Linked DNA regions of Callithrix jacchus: region 1 is linked to region 2. Evidence: chromatin contacts called from public Hi-C data. All regions are on one chromosome and are shown on one strand. Each heading gives the region's core, a stretch centred on a gene start, on an enhancer-like site or on the middle of the called end of the contact. The rest is flanking DNA. Distances are from core to core; before and after follow the strand shown.

What was found. A called contact is a pair of places that touch in the nucleus more often than the background predicts.
Region 1: a Hi-C map of skeletal muscle shows a contact between it and region 2, with 6 times the contacts expected there. The contact joins two enhancer-like sites. A contact is called at or near these places in 3 of 3 Hi-C or Micro-C datasets (induced pluripotent stem cells and skeletal muscle).

The regions. Positions count from the first base shown.
Region 1 is chr6:151,111,037-151,116,829 of calJac240_pri, forward strand. DNER (delta/notch like EGF repeat containing) reads right to left here. Exons shown (of 13, transcript XM_002749868.6): 3 at 3,890-3,984; 4 at 1,425-1,591. Among named protein-coding and RNA genes, the nearest start is that of DNER, 140 kb to the right of the region's middle. Within about 2 kb of position 2,410, at least 3 of the 16 cell types and tissues checked have an H3K27ac peak or open chromatin away from gene starts, as enhancers often do. A contact at or near this core is called in skeletal muscle, where this site is marked.
Region 2 is chr6:150,932,852-150,938,480 of calJac240_pri, forward strand. All of the region lies in intron 8 of DNER (delta/notch like EGF repeat containing), which reads right to left. Among named protein-coding and RNA genes, the nearest start is that of PID1, 140 kb to the left of the region's middle. Within about 2 kb of position 3,145, at least 2 of the 16 cell types and tissues checked have an H3K27ac peak or open chromatin away from gene starts, as enhancers often do. A contact at or near this core is called in skeletal muscle, where this site is marked.

The DNA of each region.
Region 1 (5,793 bases), core at 1,160-3,659, 180 kb after region 2:
GAGGGGAGGGGAGGGGAGGGGAGGGGAGCGAAAGGAAAGGGAGGGGAGGGGAGCAGAGGGGAAGGGAGGGGAAGGGACGGCAGTGCAGGGGAGGGGAGGAGAGGGGGGAGAGGACGGGCAAAGGGAGGGGAGGAGGGAGACGGGGAGGGGAGGGGAGGGGCGGGGAGGGAAAAGGAAAAGAAAGGAAAGGAAAGGAGAAACTAGAGTTCCAAGTTCCTGGGAGACAGAGTGAAACAAAGGAAGGAAGGGAAAGAGGGAAGAAGGGAAGGAAAGAAGGGAGGGAGGGAGGGAGGGAGGGAGGGAGGGAGAGTTCGAAGTTCCAACCTCAAAGGTACTATATGCTGGATGAGAAACAAAGACAACTGAAAGGATGCAGAATGCTAAACTAGGGGGGAAGTAGTCCTCTGGAAACTGTCCAGGTGGGGAGAGAATACTGAGGGTCTCTTTTTCTGGCGGCTATTTCTACACCAAGGCTGGGGAATTAGAAAACAGTTAATTGGCCATGTAGTTGTTTGAGAAGGTTAAACTACAGAAGCTAGTTCAAGAGAGAGTAAAAAGTTAGAAGCGACTCACACAGGAGGGGTGGCTACGGAGGAGAGAGGCCCCAACGAGAGCTGTAAACCCACCAGTTACTTCTGAGTGCAGGCTCTGCAGTGGCAAATCACTGAGGTGCTGTCCTTGAATGCCCTAAGTCAGGCCAGAATCAAGTGGGAACAAAGGTTATCCTGAAAGACCAACATCCAACACCTCAAGTTGCCCACAATTCCTGGAAAAATGCAGATGAAAGACTCCCCAAAAAGTACTGACAGCCAGAGCATTCAGCAGCAAAGATCATACACCTGTGATGCCTTCACCGGGGCTGGAACAGCCACTGGACTCCAGAGCCCATGCCCTTTCCACTTTAAGCTACACTAGAAATACTAGGTTAGGGCCAGGCACGGAGGCTCACACCTGTAATCTCAACACTTTGGGAGGTGAAGGCTGGCGGATCACCTGAGGTCAGGAGTTCAAGACCAACCTGGCCAAGTTGGTGAAACCCCATCTCTACTATAAATACAAAGTTAGCCCAGAGATGGTGGATGCCTGTGGTCCCAGCTGCTCGGCGGGGGGGAGGGGGGCGCTGAGGCAGGAGAATTGCTTGAACCTGGGAGGCAAAGGTTGTAGTGAGCCAAGATCACACCACTGCACTCCAACCTGGATGACCGAGCAAGACTCAGTCTCAAAAAAAAAAAAAGTACGAAAAAGAAAGAAATATCATGTTAGAATCCAGTTTTTATTCTAAAACCTTACCAAAAGTGGAAGAAAGAGTATTGCTGGCTAGAATTCAGATTATCTGAGCCAAATTTCCTATCTACTGTCTCAACACCAAACCAAGGTTGGGTTGAATCAGATACAGTGTTGAGTAGAAGATTTTGGTAACTCACCAATAAAGTGATTATTCCCCAAGGCGAGCATCTCCTCCAGGAGGACCAGTCCCCCTGATGCCTGAAGCGGGGTCACACTTCGTCCATCTATGAGGGAGCACTGTTGGAATCCCGTGGCCGTGACCTTCCACAGCAAAATCAGTGAAGCAGTGGCATCTTTCCGAATCCTGAAAACAGGAATGACATAAACAGAAAGCTCCTTTCAGAAAAATTCATCTTAGAACCAGTCCTTCAAATGAAAAATAAATACAAAGATGATGTGTGCATCCATCAAGGTACCAGGAAATCGACGGCATGAACAGACGCACGGGCATCTAGCATAACCGTGCACACTCCCACTTGTTCACCATGTACCACAAAATGAGTCCTTGGCAACTCACCTTTGAGTAACCATTCCGACGGACAGTAAAAGAGTACACTAGGTTCTCTTTTTGACTAATCCTTCCATAGTCATACGATATAAAAAGAGTTTTGCTTTCATTTGTTATAAATGTGGACTGCAACTCAACACAGCCACCTGAGTTATGCTGCAAAAGTGTGTCACCCTCTCCCCAACCCCCCCACACTCATACACAGGCATCATCACACAATCCACCTCCCCATGCTTCAGGCCTTCCCTGGCTCATTTTCGGTTCAAACACACACACACACACACACACACACACACACACACAGAAAAGGATGTCATAGAAGACCCGTGAACCCCAGCCCCAGCTGCCCTTCACCTTTCTCCTCACAGACCAATGCTTCAGCAACTAGGAGCTACCAGTTCTTCCCCAACCCAGTTCTTTCTCAGCTCCCAAGCTTTGTCTCCTTCTCCACCTTGGAAATGCGTTCCTAGCCCACATATCACCTCGTCCCAGAGACCTCTGACCACCTTCCCAACATCCCAGCAGCGGCCCATTCTCCCCAGTGTTCCTGGAGAAGAGCACAGTAGACTGCACATGCCCCCAGCACCGAGCTCCTGGCATGCAGCAGGGGCTCAGTAAAGCTTTGATCAGTGACTACATTCATGAGGAAATGGAAGCGTAAGGAGCTAGTAACCCGCACAGGTGAATTCAGGGCCCAGAGGTCGGCCCTTCGGCACTCCCATCTCACTTGATCTGAGTCAGACTCTGCTAATTCTGTCGGGTTCTACAGCCTAAGGGAGTCTCAGAGAATGGCAGGTTTGTTGAAAGGAAAAAAAACAAAAGCATTTAAAGAGATAGAAGGCCAGAACGTTCAGAAAGGCTTATCAAGGTAAGATAGTACGATCCAGACAGGAAAGGGCTGAGAGATATTTTCATAAGAGTAAAAGAAACTAGAAATCCTGCTCCTGAAACTAGCCCAGGACGGCGGGGATTTCAGCGGTAGCTTGAGCAATGAAAGAAACACTTAGGACCGGGGTCCCCCTGCTGGTAGAGCTCGAAGCTGCCTCAGACTCCAACTCTTCCCTCCTCTCCGGATGGGGTGTTCCTCCTGAGCCCAAGGAGTTCCCAAGCAGCCCTTCCAGGCTCTTCCCCTGCCAGAGTGAGTTCAAGGCCAGGGGGAACCAGGGTGCAGGAGCAATGTAATGAAGTTCCTCTTCCAAACATGTTCAGAGACTGCATTGTTTAGAAAGCCAGGTAGACAAAAATGGGCATGGATACATGGAAGAGACCTATAGTGCCCACAGGCTCCTGAAGAGGGCATCAAACTGGTTAACCAGGACACATGTTCCCAGTCTTCTAAAAATCCCCGAAGACTGAACAGCAAATGCCCCTTAGGTTGCACGGGAAGTGTCGGGAGGGCGTCAGTTAACAGCAGCAGAGAAGGATGGGCAGTGGGGGATTTTCAGCCAGCCTGGGGCGCCTTAATACTGGCCCATCCCCACCCCCAGCTTTGTGCTCCTGAGCACCTGCTGACTTGAGCCTCACATGAAGCACTGCACACATCAGGTCTCAGCCTGCCCTGCTTCCCTCTGCCTCTCCCTCTTCCCCACCCATGGCGATGGACCCTGTCATTTGAAAGAGCTTGAATTTAAAACAAAACACTCTTCTCGTCTGCTTGCTTTTAAAGAGAAAATTGTAAAAAATAAAAAATAAAGATAAAATCATAATACGTAGATTTTTAATTTGGGGCAAATTATGCATCTGAATATGACTGATGTTCCATTAAAATCTTAAGAGGCCAATAATTTGGGAAGCAGAAGCATTTGGGAGACAAGGAATCTGGCTGGGATCTTATCTAAGGCCTCAAGGTTTGTCACCTCACACCAGACTCATCCGGTCCAATTTCTCAATTCCACGTCTCCAGCCTGACGACCCTCACTGTCACCTCCTCTGAAATTGCTTCCTCTAGTTTTCAAATGGCAGAGGCCACATCTACCCATGGAATCCATTCACGATTCTCACTTGACCACTTACACAACAGGTCCGTGGATGGACACAACCCCACATACAGGTCATAGCATCACTCTTCACAGTTTTAATTAAGAATTTTCTTACTTGACTGAGGTGTTCTGTGGCACTTCAAAGGATACCAGGCGGCCACCTGCAGAGCTGTTAGAACTGGCATTCCCACAGGCAACATCTGGGATCACCTGGGAAGGAAAAAGAAGGCATGTTATTGGGGTTGATTACAGTACAAAATAATAAGACAAAGCGAAATCCCATGCTGATTTCCTTCATCCCTTTTGATGATACACAGGAGACGAAGAAGTGAAACCTTACAAACTCAGAAGAAAATGAAGCTTTGCCACTTGATTTTCTGAAATACAACAGCTTCCCTGAGAGCAATCTACAAATTCCAGGGATTGTTAAAACTGATCAGTAGGATATTGCAGGAAAGAAAGCAAATGTCACTCCCTGCTCTTTTTCCATTCATTTAACAAGCAGTCATTGGCCCTTGCCCTATGCTTAACCTGATGGTAACCAGGAGACAGACTTCAAGGACTAACCTAGGAACAGCAGGTAAAAGCCTAATGACTGGGCAAGCCAGCCTTCAACTTGCAGAGGGCATGAAGTATCAGGTATGATGACTCTTCTCTGGGCTGATGGGTCCCAGGAGTACTTGCTGAGGCTCAGGAGCTTGAACGCCACCTTTCTTGTTCCTTGTAGGCTATACCTTCACTTTTAACTTATTTCCCAAAAGCGTTATATTGATGTGTATTTAAAAAACAAAAAGAAGAAGTTAATCGGTGGGGAGGACTGTGCTTGTGAAAAAGCATATTGCAAAAAACCTTGAGCTACGTCCAGTGAGATACTCCTGACCTATTTACGCACTTACTCCTCATGCCACAATTACTGTCCTCCCCCGTGTCAGCTAAAACGAAGAAGTATTAAAAGTATTCACCATCACAGAATTAATTGAGAACAATACGGAAACTCTCAGCAATTTTACTCCATAGCCCTCACTTAAAACTTATTTTCCAGAATGTCCTACAATCAAATTCTATGGACAAAGCCCACCACTGATATTCAAAGATGTGAGCATAACTTGTTAAAATTGTATAATGGATGGCTGTTACCCAGGTCTCTAAGGCGCCAAATAACTTTATGTTTCCAAGGCATCATTACTTCATGGGAAGTGGATAATAATATACCTCTGGGTTCCCGTCAGGTTAGACATACATATTAACATGTCTTCCTCTGGCACTTTAAACCTGCTTCATGAATAGCCTAAGAAATAACACAAGATATAGGAAGACGAGGCATTCCTTTTTTACATTTACCAACTATAAAATAACATGACTTTAAATCAATGGATTGAAATGGCTGGTTAGGGAGGAAATTTTCTTTTAAAGGACACTTCCTTGATAAACTTGAATCAGATCTAGTTCACATTCAAGAACTGAGTCATCCAGCAAAAAAGCATTAACATCACAACTTCAAAGCATTTATTAAAAGTCTGAAATCGGAACGAGTTCACAGTTTTTTAGGTAGGCTAAAAGCATTGCCCTGCAGTCTGGATGCAGCCTTCATAAATTGTGTGGTAACGGGAAAAAAAAAAGTGGGTCAACTGGTTAGAATTACTTAAGAAAATAAAAGGAGAAATGCTGCTATCTCCTTTATAACAATAAGGGAAATTTCTAGACACATTCCTTGACTCTAATACATGCTATGCAAAAATCTATGGTTTTGTTTTTTCATTTAAACTATGAAACTTGTACCAACACAGGTTTATATGGATGTCACACATATAAAGTATAAGATGTAGAATGGAATTACACTTTCCAATGTCACTTCCAACTCGTGATTTGGATTTGTTCCCCAACAAATTTCTTCTAGCCAGCAAATTTATTTCATGTCAATTTCTAGGAGTCTACTGAAAAATCTTCAGAATGAGACTTATGAAGAGCTTGAAAATAAAACAGCCAAACTCAAACTCAGATAGGCGAAGTTCCAACAAA
Region 2 (5,629 bases), core at 1,895-4,394:
TGTTTCCATTTTCAAAAACAGTAACGTTATCTTTTTATACTAGCAATATGAAAAGCAAATGAGGAAGTTATTTTACAGAGATAATTAGGCTGGTGATGTTTTTCTTCCTTGGGGGGAAAAAAGATAAAGGTTTCATATTCTAAAACTGTTTCTTCAGAGACGGTAACATTTAAATGTCTTCGTGGAAATGTCAAGGCACCCTTTATACTCAGTGCCAAGCAGCCTCAATTGGACTGTTTGAATAAAAAGGCACTCCTTCCAAAAGAGAGGGCTTCTGTGAAAATAAGGCTGTCACCCCCTGCTGATAATTAATTCACCCAAACAAATTAGCTCAGGGCGGTATGCCAAGGGTCTGAAAAAATATTAGGTTAGTCCAAAGAATTTTTTAAAATAAAATAAAAGATCAAAGTGTAGGATCAGAGTGGCCCCTTCCAAGGCACTGATCTTTATCAGTACTGCTCCCATCATTGCATGATTTGCTCCCGAATAATCAGTTCCCATTATTTCTTTCAAATTAACGGGGCACAGCAACCAACCAGATGTGGGGAGTGAGAAAAAGCGGTCAAGATGGCTGCCATTGTTTAGCCGAGTGAGTGGATGATGTCATTATCACCAAGAGGTACCACCAAAGGAAAAACAGGCTTAGTTTGGAGAAAACAGGCTTAGAGGAAGAAAACTGGTTTAACTTTGGACATGTTTAGATTGAATGCACTTGGGCAGGTCCAGGTGGCAGTTGGAAATATGTGTGCAAATGGCTTAGAAAGAACACTTTAGGAATGAGATGTCTAGACGTGGTTTTGAAGTTTTCATCAAAGAAGAAAATGAAAGGGAAAAAAGAAGGGAACAAGGTCAGACCAGATGGGCAGATGAAGAACAAGGAGCCAGATCAGGTCACCAGATAGAGATTGAGCAAGGAAGAAAAGAAAAGCCCAAGGCATGCAGTGCCCTGGAAGCCAAAGGATGCAAGGAAGTCAAGGAAGGCGGGTTAGCAGGGTCAGAGGCTCTCCTGGGCGAGAATGACCACTGCACTAGAAAACAAGGCGGTCACTGGATACCCTCAAAACCATGGCTCTTAATGGAGGCTGTGCTAGCCCTTAGAGGGTGTTTCAGGCAATTAGGGGTGGGAGTGGTCCTTATCACAATGATGGGCAGATTCTACTGGAATTTGGGGGGTGGGAGGGGCAAAGATATTAAACATCTTGCCACGCCCTGAATATTCCTGCATAGCAAAGAATACCTCCTCATTCTTCACAACTTGGGACTGTCCCACTGAATCTTCATGTAGGTGAAAACTCTGTCGATAACTTTCCCAGACTAAAACCTAACTTCTTTTTATGCACCCTTTTAAGATATACTGAGTTTTAAGCCTGGCACAGCGGCTCACACCTATAATCCCAGCACTTTTAGAGGCCGAGGTGGTTGGATCCCTTGAGGTCAGGAGTTCAAGACGAACCTGACCAACGCCATGAAATCCCGTCTCTACTAAAAATACAAAAAGTATCTGGGTGTGGTGGTGGGCGCCTATAATTCCAGCTTCTTGGGGACTGTGGCACAAGAGTCACTTGAACCTGGGAGGAGGAGGTTACAGAGCACCAAGGTCATGACACTACACTCCAGCCTGGGTGACAGAGCAAGACCCCATCTCAAAAAATATATATATATTGAGTTTTCCTAGAATGTACTACTGAATAAATCAAGAGAAGTTTGTACCAAGAGTTATTCATCATTTTATAAAATCACAAGAACAACAGCGCTAGTGGAATTTAAATCTCCAATAAAGAATATTCATCCATAAACAAAAACATCAACAAAAAATCACCTCCTCAGATAGTTTTCTGACAATGCTATGTAAAGTAGCTCTTCCCACTAGCAACTCAGCACAACACTCAGCTGATTTCCATCATAGTATTTGTAACTGTCTGAAATCCTATTTTTAACATAGTTCTTTACTTGATTACCATGTCTCTTCCTCCACTACAGTGTAAGCTAGAGGATAGAGTCTGCGAATACAGTGTTCACAGCTGTACCTGTGGTATCTGTTTTGGAAAAGCTGCACAAATAAACTTGAACTTCTTTGGGTTGAATAAGCACCCAAAATGTTATCAATTGATTCAATGCACTTTTAAAATGTTTCTTTCAGGTACCCTGGGTACTGGGTCCAAAGCTAAAGAACAGGGTCCCCACCTCCATGGAGCTTCCAGTGTGGTAGCAAGTCAGTGGCATCTGCCTTGTGTCAGGCCTTCTATGCGTGTTAACTTGTTTAATTCTCATAAAAACCCAAGGCGACGGGCATGACTACTCCCAATTTATAGATGAGGAATTAAGAGTTAGAGGGGTAAAGAAATCTGCCCAAGGTGGCGTAGTCAATCCTTCTTTGCCATGTTGCCTCCAAACTCATTGCCCAGTGCCTTAGTTTATTAGGGCTCCCATGAAAATACTATAGCACTGGTTGAATTAAACAAAAATGTATTTTCCCAGAGTTTTGGAGGCTAGAAGTCCATGGTCAAGGTGTCAGGAGGTATGGTTTCAAACCCGAGGCCTCTCCCCTTGGCTTGCAGATGGCTGCCTTCTCTATGAGTCCTCACATGTCCTCTTCTCTGTGTGTGAGCACTCCTGGTATCCTTCTGCTTCTCCTAAGGACACCAGTGCTATTGCATTACAGCCCTACCCTTATAACCTCACTGAACTTTACCTCTCTAAATGCCCTATCTCCAAACACAATGGAAGTTACAACTTCAACATGGAATGGGGGGTGAGGGGACATAATTTAATCCTTAACACCTAGAATCTGAGTTTCTCAGTCATGAGACATTGGTGTTTTGGACCAGATCGTGTTTGCCGGGAGCTTCCCTGTGCACTGTAGAATGTTGAGCAACATCCCTGACCTCTACGTACTAGATTCCAACAGTGCTGGACTCTCTCCAGCACCACCGTCCCACAGAAGAAAACAGGCCCTGGGCATATCTGGTGCTGACTCATACCAAGTGAATGGGATAAACAGGAGTAAGAAGGGAGACCCTGCCTGGTGATTTCTGAGCTAATGAGAACCCCATTGAACGCTGTGCCCTTGGAATGGGACTCCTCTCTGTGCCCCTTATCAAGCCTCAAGCCGCATGGTGGAGCTCGTTTCTAGCTAGCCTTCTTCTTTCTTTTCAGATGAAAAGACCACAGCCCTACAGGCTTGAGCAGCTCAGCAAAGGCACGGTGGAGCTCAGATTCTACCCCACAGAGCCTGACCTGCTCCAGAACAGGACACTTTGCTGCATAAAGGACTTAAGAGGCACTCAATTCCTACTCCTGCCAGTGAAAGGCAAGGCCTTCCATGGCCTTTCACCATCTTCCCTCTCAACACTGTCTCAAGACATCATTTAAACATCCATCTGGCTGCACACTGTGTTTGCTCACAGGAGCACTTTCCCTCCCCTCACCCATCCCTCATCACACTCAAATATATCCCAAACTCTAAGATTCTAATTGTAGCCAGATGGCTTTCACACTTCATGCAACAGATTCCGAGCAACCCATCCATCAGTTATCACCTCTGGAGGGCGATTTGTGCTTCCTGCTGCCTCAGACCAACAGGACCTTTGAAGACCAGGAGCTGCAATCAGGACAACACAGAGGAGGCCATGCTGCTCACTCCCCTAGTGCGTGCAGACCAAATTCAAGGCAAGAGTGAATGGAAGGTGTTTGGGGATTATATTTGGTTTTACTTGATAATCAGGCTGGAGTGAGTGTGGGGGTGTGGAGAGTGGTTCCCTTAAGGATGTGTTGCAACTCAAAGGATGTTTTCCTCTCTTTTCAGCATGAGTGGATAAAATGTGAAAACACATGACTTTCTGATTCAAGTCTAGGCCAGTTCCTGGAAGACCAAATATTCCACCTCACCCATAGCAGTTAAAGACATGGGGCACAGAGAAAATATCCTATTATGTTCATATGATTGTGAGCTTTCAAATTCTGGCTAAACTCACTGATGGTCATAAAGCCCTCGTGCTCTGGAATGTGAGACGGTAGCATTCATTTTGCCGTGCAGAGCTTATTTCAAGGGAAACTGCGTGTGTGTGTGTGTGTGTGTGTGTGTGTGTGTGTGTGCGTGCACGCGTACCTATCTCCCTTAGTCCCTCTTGTTGCTGGCAGGTTCCAAATGGAAATTGATTTAAGAACCAAAATAAAAAAAGAGGCAAGAATCTGGGCTCACATTAATCCTACTAAGTGTTCAAATGCTCTTGTTTAAAGGAAGCTGCTAGTATTGATAACTGCACAGGTTTTCACTGAGCAATCACGCTTGTCACACACACATACAACACACACAATAAAGCCAAAAACGTGTGTGAACGTGGAGGACGTTGTGTAAGTCCATGCAGAACGTTCGCTGGTGCGTGGAGGACAATAGCCGCTGATGTTGCTTATTTCTTTAATCTCGAATTTCTTATACTTTTATTGCTCATGTCACCTCAGCCAAAAAAGAAAATAGACACAAAAAGACCCAAATCTGTCAATATTTCCACTTGCTGTGGTTTTTATAAACATTAAATTAAAAGGACTAAAGACAGAGGCTAAGTTTTTGACTGTAAAACCTCCCTATTATTTATATTACTGAGCCATCTACAAATTTCCACCTCCCCCCCTGCGCTTCCAAAGAGATGGATGATGAAGGGCCGGCTCTAAATCATATCCTCGCTGTTCACACCATGAGTTTATATTCTCCCCCTCACTGATTCTCTGGCTCTAATAGCCACATGGGGAAGATTGATAATTCTCTGTTTCTTATGTTTGCCTCCTCGATTGATTCATTCCTTAAGTCAACAAATAGTTACTCAATGCCTACTACGTGTCAGGCACTGTGCTAGTCACTGGGGCTACATGGTGAGTTAAAACAGATAAAGGGCCTTTACTGAGGCGCTTATAAGGGGAAAAGCATCAATCCATCATTCAAGTCAATGCAAAGTCATACCTGGGGAGTGTAAGCAATGAGGGTCCAGGAGGGAGGAGATGCTGGAGAACTGACCTTACCCCAGGGAGGCTGCCAGGAGGAGGGGAGAGTGAGCTGAAAGGGAGGGGTAAACAGAAGAATGATGAGAAAAGTCAAGGTAGGAAAAGCTGTGTGTGCAAAAGACCTATGGTAGGGGAGCACAGCTGTGACTTGTTCTGGACGTGGGTCAGAGCCCACTGTAGAGCAAAGGGCAGAAAAGAAGCAAGAACAGGCAGGTGTCAGGCCTGGCAGCATCTTTAATGAGGGGTGGTGGGGGGAATACAAAATCAGATTTACATTGCAGAGAGATTGCTCCGCTACCATTTGGAGAATGGGGATAAGACCTGCAAGAATAATGGAGAGAGGGCCGGGCGCGGTGGCTCACGCCTGTAATCCCAGCACTTTGGGAGGCTGAGGCGGGTGGATCACGAGGTCAAAAGATCGAGACCATCCTGGTCAACATGGTAAAACCCCGTCTCTACTAAAAATACAAAAAATTAGCTGGGCATGGTGGCACGTGCCTGTAATCTCAGCTACTCAGGAGGCTGAGGCGGGAGAATTGCCTGAACCCAGGAGGCAGAGGTTGCGGTGAGCTGAGATCACGCCATTGCACTCCAGCCTGGGTAACAAGAGCAAAACTCCATCTCAAAAAAA